Linked DNA regions of Mus musculus: all the other regions are linked to region 2. A link is a contact called in public HiChIP or PLAC-seq and capture Hi-C data. All regions are on one chromosome and are shown on one strand. Each heading gives the region's core, a stretch centred on a gene start, on an enhancer-like site or on the middle of the called end of the contact. The rest is flanking DNA. Distances are from core to core; before and after follow the strand shown.

Evidence for each region. HiChIP or PLAC-seq counts read pairs in DNA pulled down with a chosen protein or histone mark. Capture Hi-C pulls out chosen DNA fragments and counts their contacts.
Region 1: an H3K4me3 HiChIP or PLAC-seq map of the 230-238 cell line shows a contact between it and region 2, with 26 read pairs. The contact joins the promoter of Ripor1 here to the promoter of Edc4 in region 2. A contact is called at or near these places in 16 of 39 promoter capture datasets (the 3T3-L1 cell line, the C10 cell line, the HPC-7 cell line and 9 more), 1 of 15 datasets of contacts at CTCF or cohesin (large pre-B cells), 3 of 484 Hi-C or Micro-C datasets (the G1E-ER4 cell line, double positive thymocytes and liver), 22 of 115 datasets of contacts at active chromatin or transcription factors (the 230-238 cell line, the SCID.adh cell line, bone marrow-derived macrophages and 13 more) and 5 of 9 other capture datasets (adipose tissue, embryonic stem cells, liver and 2 more).
Region 3: a capture Hi-C map of macrophages shows a contact between it and region 2, with 4 times the contacts expected there. The contact joins the promoter of Agrp here to the promoter of Edc4 in region 2. A contact is called at or near these places in 15 of 39 promoter capture datasets (the 3T3-L1 cell line, the C10 cell line, the HPC-7 cell line and 10 more), 1 of 15 datasets of contacts at CTCF or cohesin (large pre-B cells), 1 of 484 Hi-C or Micro-C datasets (nephron progenitors), 7 of 115 datasets of contacts at active chromatin or transcription factors (the 230-238 cell line, bone marrow-derived macrophages, craniofacial prominence and 3 more) and 5 of 9 other capture datasets (adipose tissue, embryonic stem cells, liver and 2 more).

The regions. Positions count from the first base shown.
Region 1 is chr8:105,603,942-105,606,641 of GRCm38.p6, forward strand. Ripor1 (RHO family interacting cell polarization regulator 1) reads left to right here and starts at 1,288. Exons shown (of 22, transcript NM_001081241.2): 1 at 1,288-1,409.
Region 2 is chr8:105,879,513-105,882,212 of GRCm38.p6, forward strand. Edc4 (enhancer of mRNA decapping 4) reads left to right here and starts at 1,369. Exons shown (of 29, transcript NM_001301100.1): 1 at 1,369-1,646. The coding sequence starts at 1,565. It overlaps Nutf2 (nuclear transport factor 2), which reads left to right. Exons shown (of 5, transcript NM_026532.4): 5 at 1-890.
Region 3 is chr8:105,578,575-105,581,274 of GRCm38.p6, forward strand. Agrp (agouti related neuropeptide) reads right to left here and starts at 1,271. Exons shown (of 5, transcript NM_001271806.1): 1 at 1,076-1,271. All of the region lies in intron 3 of Gm38250 (predicted gene, 38250), which reads left to right.

The DNA.
Region 1 (2,700 bases), core at 38-2,537, 280 kb before region 2:
CTAAATAAATTAAATAAAAAATAAAAAAAAAGAGCCCGGCAGTGGTGGCGCATGCCTTTAATCCCAGCACTTGGGAGGCAGAGGCAGGTAGATCTCTGGGTGATCTCTGGGTGTTTGAGGCCAGCCTGCTCTACAGAGAGAGTTCCAGAACAGCCAGGGCTACATAGTGTTAGACCCTGTGTTTAAAAGAAAAAAAAATCCTGGGAAAGGGATGGGGGCATTCACAAGGGCATCCAGGGCTCTGGAACAAGCAAGTGTTCTGGGGGAAAAGCCTGGAGGGTTGAGAAAGAGGCTGAGGGTGTCTCTGGAAAGAGCCTAGGGGGATGAAGATGTTGGTATTCCAGAATCCTACCATATCGGGTTGTTGAGACCTACGCTCAGGATCAGTGTCAGGCTCAGAAATTCAGGCACCTCTTAAAATCCATCAGACCACCCCTGAGTATGCCTGACCTACCTCAAAAGATGAGATGTTGCAGGAAACAGGAACGCCAAGAGGTGGAGGATAGGGACAGGGGGTTGGAGAGAGCTAATAGCATCTGGTTAATAATGGGAGGGGTAGGGGATTGGAGTCAGCTTGTTGGTCAGGCCAGCTCTCTGTTACACCATAACTCATTTTTGCCTTTGACCCCCATGGCCAATGTATGTTCCCAGTACGCATACCCAGACCTTACCAGGTTAGTCACTTATATCCCAGAAACAAAATCTGTAACTCCCCAGAAAGCAGTACCCGCTGAGTGGTTACACGCTTGCCTGGCCTAGCTATGAGCCCTATTTATAAGGAAGACGTTGTCGAAAAGGCTCTCTGATCCTACAGCGGGAAACTGAGGCTGGCTGAAAAAGTGGGAAGGGATGAGGGGCAGAACTTCAACCCAGAAGGTGTGCGACGGTTAGGCCAGATTCTGGTTCCCTTATCTAAGCCTCTCCAGACCCTAAGCACTTCCTCCAACCACCCCAACTTTCCGTGTCAGCTCCAAGAACCTGTTTATGGTGACAGGAAGGGAGCCTGAGGTCTTTAGAGCTGCAGAGATCTGGGTAAGAGGCAAGTAGGAGGGGTTCCCTAGCGCCCCCTACCCCAGATTTAAGGTCTGCATGCAGTTCCCAGGAAGCTGTCCGGTTCCCGCAGACACCTTCGCTCTCCCTTCGCTCTCCCTTTCCACAAGCTGGTTGACACGGTAGGCAGACCACTCTGCCGGGTAACTCGCGAAGGCGGAGCGAGCTGTGGGCGCCCCTTCGGGGTGCGGGAGCCGGAGGGGAGCGCAGGAGGTGGGGCCCAGAGGGGCGGGGCGGGGCGGCGGAGAGGAGGGAGGGGCAGGCGCCGGCCGCGGCGACAGCGGCAGCTGCAGCGCGAGCAGGCCGGGCAACGCCGAGAGTACCGACAGCGCGAGGTCCTTGCAGCCCAGCGCAGCCATGTGAGTGTCCGCGCCGTTTCCTAAGGCCGTGGCGGGGAGAAGGGGCGAGCTGTGGATCCCGTGCGTCCTGCACCCGCGCCGCCCATCGGCTCCCGGACTTGCGACCGGGTCCCGCCTCACCCCGTTCTCGCGACCCGGATCGCGCCGTGTCTTTTCTCCCCACCCCCACCCCCACCCCGGGCACGGAGAACGCAGCTTCGCCCCACAAAAGCCGCCGCCTCCGGCTCTGCCGCGCCCGCCGCCTCCTCCCTTCCCTTCCGCGCCCAGGCCGCCACGGCAGTGCCCCGGGGCTCCACTGTGGGCAGGCCCGAGGGCGAGCCTGAGACGCCTTTCTGGGCCTGGGATTGGCTTTATCCTGGAGCCTGCGGTGCGGCAGAGGCTGATCTGGGAATGGGAACGGGGCGACAGGGTGCAGGAGACCCCCTAGATGAGCTAGCTAGTGTTCCTGGCCCTGGTCGACCTAAGCTGCTTTGGGGCCAGGCCCGAGGTGACTGAAGACTGAATTTGCCCGAGGCCACACTCTCCACCCAAACCGAAGCTGAAGCTGGAGAAGGTCGTTTTGGCGGCGGTCGACAGACCCTGTCCCTGGAAATGGAAGCTGCTATGGGGACTCAGCAAACAGTCAGAACTAAGCATCCTGTAGAACTGGTTTGGGGAAGGGGTTGTTCAACCAGGGCTAGAGCCCCGGCTATGTCAGCTTTTAGGACCCTCTGTCCTCCTATCTTAAGTTAAGTCTGAGTGTGACCTCTCTTACCGGCCCTTCCAAATCATTTCTGATGTGCGTGCAGGCTGGTCTCGTGTGTAAAATCTAATACAATAATAACGGTGTCCTGGCCACCGTCTATGTGGCTGCGTGCGTCTTGGACCTGCACATTCGACTGACATGCAGCCTTCTGAGAAGGTGTATGACCATCTGGCAGATGTAAATACTGGGCCAGAGAGGTTAGCAGCATTTTCAAGGTCACACAGCTGGGTTGGGAAGAAGCAAGAATTCACTATCCACCTCTCTAGTATTGACAGTGGGGGTTGGGAGCACTACAGCCGGACAAGGACTGCCAAGGCTCCCTCGTCTACCTCCCACACAGTCCTGGGCCCTGTGGGCAGCAGAGCGAGATGAGCAGTCCCTGGGCCTGGGTTTGGGTGGGAGGGAGGGGAGCGCACAAGGCGTTTGGACTAGGATCTGCCTAGGTGGAAAACCAGGCGAGGAGGGCGAGAGTGAGTCAGAGCGTTCCCAATCCGCCACCGCTGGGACTCGCGACCTAGCCAGACCTAGCCGGGGGAGGCTGTCCAG
Region 2 (2,700 bases), core at 119-2,618:
CAGGGTTTTGGAACGCAGGCCTGGCCTGAAGCTTCTCTTGGACTGAAGGCTCTTCAGTCAGCTCTGTCTGATACCACCTGTGGCCTCTGCTCTGTAGATTTGGGTCTAGTAGCAGGGTAGATATTCTGTAGCAGCTAGAAAGGCCTTAGCAAATATGGCTTCCCATATTTATACCCTCTGGGTTGAAGTCCTAAATGTAGGGGCCTGCTCTATACCCAAAATAAGTGACATGCAGATGCCCACATTCCCCAAGCAAAGCGAGAGATGCTGTGCTGCCTGCTTGGGATATCAGAGCCAGGCGCCATTAGGTGGAGTATAAATTCCACACTGGAAGGAAGCAGTGTGAAGGAGTGCTCTAACTCTCCCCTCAAGACCTGTGCAGGGCATTTACACACCATCTTCCTACTTTCCACATACCCCATACACTCTTCAAATCCCAGGAAATCTTAACTAGTATGGCAGTTTCTGCCCTGTTTCTTAGTCTGGGCACAGGTCTTGCTCAGTACCGATATAGCTTTTCATCCTTGAGACCTCTGGATAGTATAAAGCTACTAAAATAGCAACTGCAAGCTAGAACCAAGCCCAGGATTTGGGGTTTAGGATTGGCTAGGCACACCTGAACATGCCCTTCTCCCTGCTCTCCTGCATTGTGAGGGGAGAGTAAAGATTTCCACATACTCCACAGGTTGCCTGGTTAGACCAGCATAGTCCTGGACGCTACACAGAAGGTTCCAGTGGGATTGATCTCTAGCTGCTGTGTATTGGGGGAAGTAGGGGTGGGAGAGAGGTAGATGCCAGCTGCCTCTTAATCCACCCTGTATAAAATCTGCAATACAGCTTCTTCCATGTACCTGTGCCTGAAATGTCTGCAATAAAGAGGTGTTTGTAAACTATGGTCTCTTTATTCCTAACGTGAAGTTACCGTGTGGGACAAGGGGTTACTGGGGACAGTTGGTAACAATGACAGTTTTGGGGGTAGAAACTATCTCCCTTGCCCTTGCATCTCCTGGGGCTAATGACCTCGAAGATGTCTTGGTCTTGCTTACTCCTAAGCGGGGGAACAGACCCTTACCAGTTCACCTTATTTAAGGTCTGAAAAGTTACTACCTGAGTGGTAAAGTTGGCTTTGTTGTACCATTATCCAGTTCATCAGAATGGCCTAGGACCTGGGTTAGATCTCCAGAGATGGTAGGGTTTTAGGCAGTCCAATGCTGAGTACATTTACTCTTTCTCAGTCTTGTGAAGTTTAGCCACTACTGGGCTAGCCAGGAGCAAGCAGCCTACGGAGGCTGCCTCTGATAGGAACTGGGGCTCCTTGAGCTCGGAACCTTTCTTCTGCGGTAGTTGTAGGTTCCGGGAGCGAAGGTCAGTGGGACCGGAAGTGGAGGCGGTTGGTGGGGTTGGCAGGGCTCACGGACGCAGTCCGGGCGGCGGTTTGCGAACTGCGGCTAGGTTTTGTGTAGTGCTCTGTCTCCTCTCTAGCGGGGTCGTGGCTGGGCGAAATTGGACACTGCGGAGGTAGAGGAACTAACGTCGGGCGAGCAGGACTCTCGTGGCTGGGCCCATGGCCTCCTGCGCGAGCATCGACATTGAGGACGCCACGCAGCATCTGCGGGACATACTCAAACTGGACCGGCCCGCCGGAGGTGAGCCGGGATGGGGTGTGTAGGCTCTTAGCGAAGTGGTGGACGTATGGCGTGGATCTGAACCGTTTTCGGGTGCCATAGGCTCCATTAGCCAGACTCGGGATCCTCCGGTTTGATTGCGGAGGACAGGAATTGGAGTCATGGATGATCCCTGGGTATATCCAGAGAATGGCGCAGACCCCTGGGTGTTACCCCTCCCCATCCTATGCCAGACCATTCTGCCTTGTTCTTAAGTGTTTTGGCTGAAGGTATGGCGCTCTCCTCGGAATCCACTCAATCCATCTGGTTTCCTTGCCTCCAAATTTCAGTGCTTTGAGAACTGGCCCCGTATCCCTCCTCGCCAGGGTTCAGAGGCCTGGTGCAGTGTCGGTTTAGCGAGTTCTAGGCCTAGAATTAAGTGATCTGCTGAAGAGCCTCTGTGCCCACCCTGCAACTTGGCTTCCCCCCAAAAGTGTATACTCCCAGGCCAGGTGTTGCTCTGAAAACGATTTTCTGGCAAAAGGTGGACAACCCCAAAAGCATGTTTCTCCTGGATTGAAGGCAGATCACAGACAGGCTCTGATGAGGTTAGATTAGGTTCCAAACGTCAGCAAGCCCATATGTTCCCAATTCATTCGAGTTTTACTTAGGCTCCCAGTATCCTCCTTGGGGCTACTCTTCCCAGATGAGAGTTCCCAGGACAGAAGGCCACCAGCATTGTAATATAATGTTATTGTAAAAGGATGGTCAGGGTACTTTGATGGGAATGGGGAAATAACGGTGAGGGAGATAGAGGGCTGGTTTGAGAGGAGACTGTTAGGGCTAGTTTGGATACTATAGACAGGAGATTGAATACCAGGAAAAGTCCTCGAGGCACTTATGTGGAAGACACATATTACAAAAAGGAAATAGTATGTATAAAAATGAGATGTTTCCGTGCGATTCAGAGACGTTTGAACATTGAGGTGGTTGACCAGAGATAATGGTGTACATACTGAGAAGTGATTCTTTTCTCACACCTTTTATGCCTGCTGGTGGAACCCAGACTGCTAAAGCGGGCACTTGTACTCTCCAG
Region 3 (2,700 bases), core at 21-2,520, 300 kb before region 2:
TAGATCCATGTACTGCTTTTTGTGAAAAATTAAAAAAAAAAAAAGCTTTGGAATGTGAGATAAAGTCAGAACGTCTGTTTCTGAAACTACTGTGCTCCAGGGTGTGATAGGGGATGGCTGCTTTCTGGAATTCCATGGGCGGAAAATTTTATAGATCTTTTTTGCTTCCCTTTTCCACAACTTCCCATACCCCCTGTGTCACCAACTCCCCTTGTCTTCTGTGTAGAGCCTCCACCTGCAGCCGGGATGCTAGGACTTAACTCTCCAAACTCCTTTAGTGTCACACAATGACAACATATGCAACTCTTGCTACTAATAGCCCTTTAAAGAATAGAATTCTAGCCAGGTGGTGGTAGTTCACGCCTTTAATCCCAGCACTTGGGAGGCAGAGGCAAGCAGATTTCTGAGTTCGAGGCCAGCCTAGTCTACAAAGTGAGTTCCAGGACAGCCAGGGCTACACAGAGAAACCCTGTCTAGAAAAAACAAAAACAAACAAAAAAAAAAAAAGAAGAAGAGAGAAAAAGAAATAGAATTCCGGTTGGAGAGATGGTTCAGCGTTAAGACTGCTCTTCTGAAGGTCCTGAGTTCACATCCCAGCAGCCACATGGTGGCTCAAAACCATCTGTAATGAGATCTAATACCCTCTTCTGGGGTGTCTGAAGACAGCTACAGTGTACAGTGTACTCAGATATAATAAATAAATAAATCTGTGGGCAGAAGCAAGCAGAGCCGGGGTGAGCAGGGCAGGCGAGAGAAGAGGGGAAAAAAAGAATAGAATTCAAGTCTTTGCCAAGCTCCCCTACAACCCAGTAGAGCAGACCTTGCCCTCAGAGTTGGACAGGGCTATAACCTTAGAAATCAGGACACACTCTCACAGAGTGAGGAGCATTACAGCCTAAGTCTTCAGGATTGAAGACGTAGCACACAAAATGCCTTCCTCCCCTTACAACAAAGCCTACCATGTGTCTGGGTCAATCTAGAAAAGGTATAAGTTGGGACAAGTTATGGCCCACCATGGAGATCCCAAATACAGTTAAAACTCCATCATAGCCCCCTGCCCCGACCCCAAACTCACCATTGTGTTGTCTGCAGTCCCAGCTCACAGATTTTGTTATATAGCCTGGAATGCTGCAAAGGTGGAAGATGGCATCTCTCATGCCATCTTTATGCTCAGTCCATTCTTGGGGAGGGGGTGGATTTGGTCAGAGTTTCCCATCAGTTCTGGAAGGTCTAGGACAGGGGAATAACTATAGACAAGAAGGAACAAAGCTGTGTTGACCTTCTCTGAGCCTGGCAGCCAAGGTGACGATAGTCTCAGTAGATAGAAAAGTTTACATGACTCAGCACAAAAGCAGGTGTTAAGGGAACTGGACCAGATTCCTCCTGCTGCCTAGGCCTGCTCAAATCCCCTCCCTTGCCTGAGGTCTTTCGTGTTAAGGGAAGAACACTATATTAGTCAGGGTTCTCTATAGCAAAAGAATTTATAGAATCTCTCTCTCTCTCTCTCTCTCTCTCTCTCTCGTGTGTGTGTGTGTGTGTGTGTGTGTGTGTGTGTATGATTTATTATAATGGCTTATAGGCAGTGGTACAAATAATCCAACAATGGTGACTATGAATGGAAAGTCTGAGAAGCTGATAGTTGCTCAGTCCATGAGACTGGATGTCTCTGCTGGTCTTCAGTAAACACTGGAATCCTGAAGATGTAGGCTGTAATGCCAGTGAAGGAATGGATTTGCTAGCCAAAGGAGAACAAGCAGGCAAAGAGCAAAGGCTTCCTTCTTCCATGTCCTTATATGGCTTCCAGCAACAGGTATGGCCCAGATTAGATCTGGATCAAAGGTGTGTCTTCCTACCTCAAAGAGCTGGATTAGAAGTAGATCTTCTCACTTCAAATTAAGCAGAAAGCCCTCACAGGTGTGCCATCTCTTTGGGGGGTTTAGTTAATTCCAGATGTAGTCAACTTGACAATCAAGAATAGCCATCACAAGCCCCAACACTAAGGCACGATCTAAGGGAACTCTGATCATAGCTGGTACACAATGACACCTTGTTGAACAACAGGGATAGGCCTTTGTCTCTCAGAAGCTCCAGTATCTGCACTCTGCTAGCTGAGTGAATGCAAGGTTTGTGACATTTTTGGAAATAACTCAGCGCTGGTTTTATGACCTTACCTGATCCTTTCTAAACACGATTCCTTGGGCCTCTGCTTCCTGTTTAGCAGTCTGCCCCTTTCCTCCCCTTCCTCACAGTAACACGTATGCTCTGGCCTAAAGCCTGAGGGCTTCCGTGCCTGGGATCTACTGTTAAAGGATTTCTTTCTATATCACGTCCTCCTCACAATCACATGACTGTGTCAGAAACTCTATACCCTGACCTGTAGGGGACAGGCCATGGATCTGTCAAAGGCTGTGTACTTAGTTGAGTTTCACTGGTAGGAAGCAAGGATACAAGAGTGATCAATGAGCTGGGTGTGGTGGTGCATGCCTTTAATCCCAGCACTCGGGAGGGGGAGGCAGAGGCAGAGGCAGAGGCAGGCGGATTTCTGAGTTCCAGGCCAGCCTGGTCTACAAAGTGAGTTTCAGGACAGCCAGGGCTATACAGAGAAACCCTGTCTTGAAAAACCAAAAAAAAAAAAAAGTGATCAGTTCAAGAACAGCAGAGTCGGTTGTGTCCTCACCAAAATGAAGGATCTATAATGGT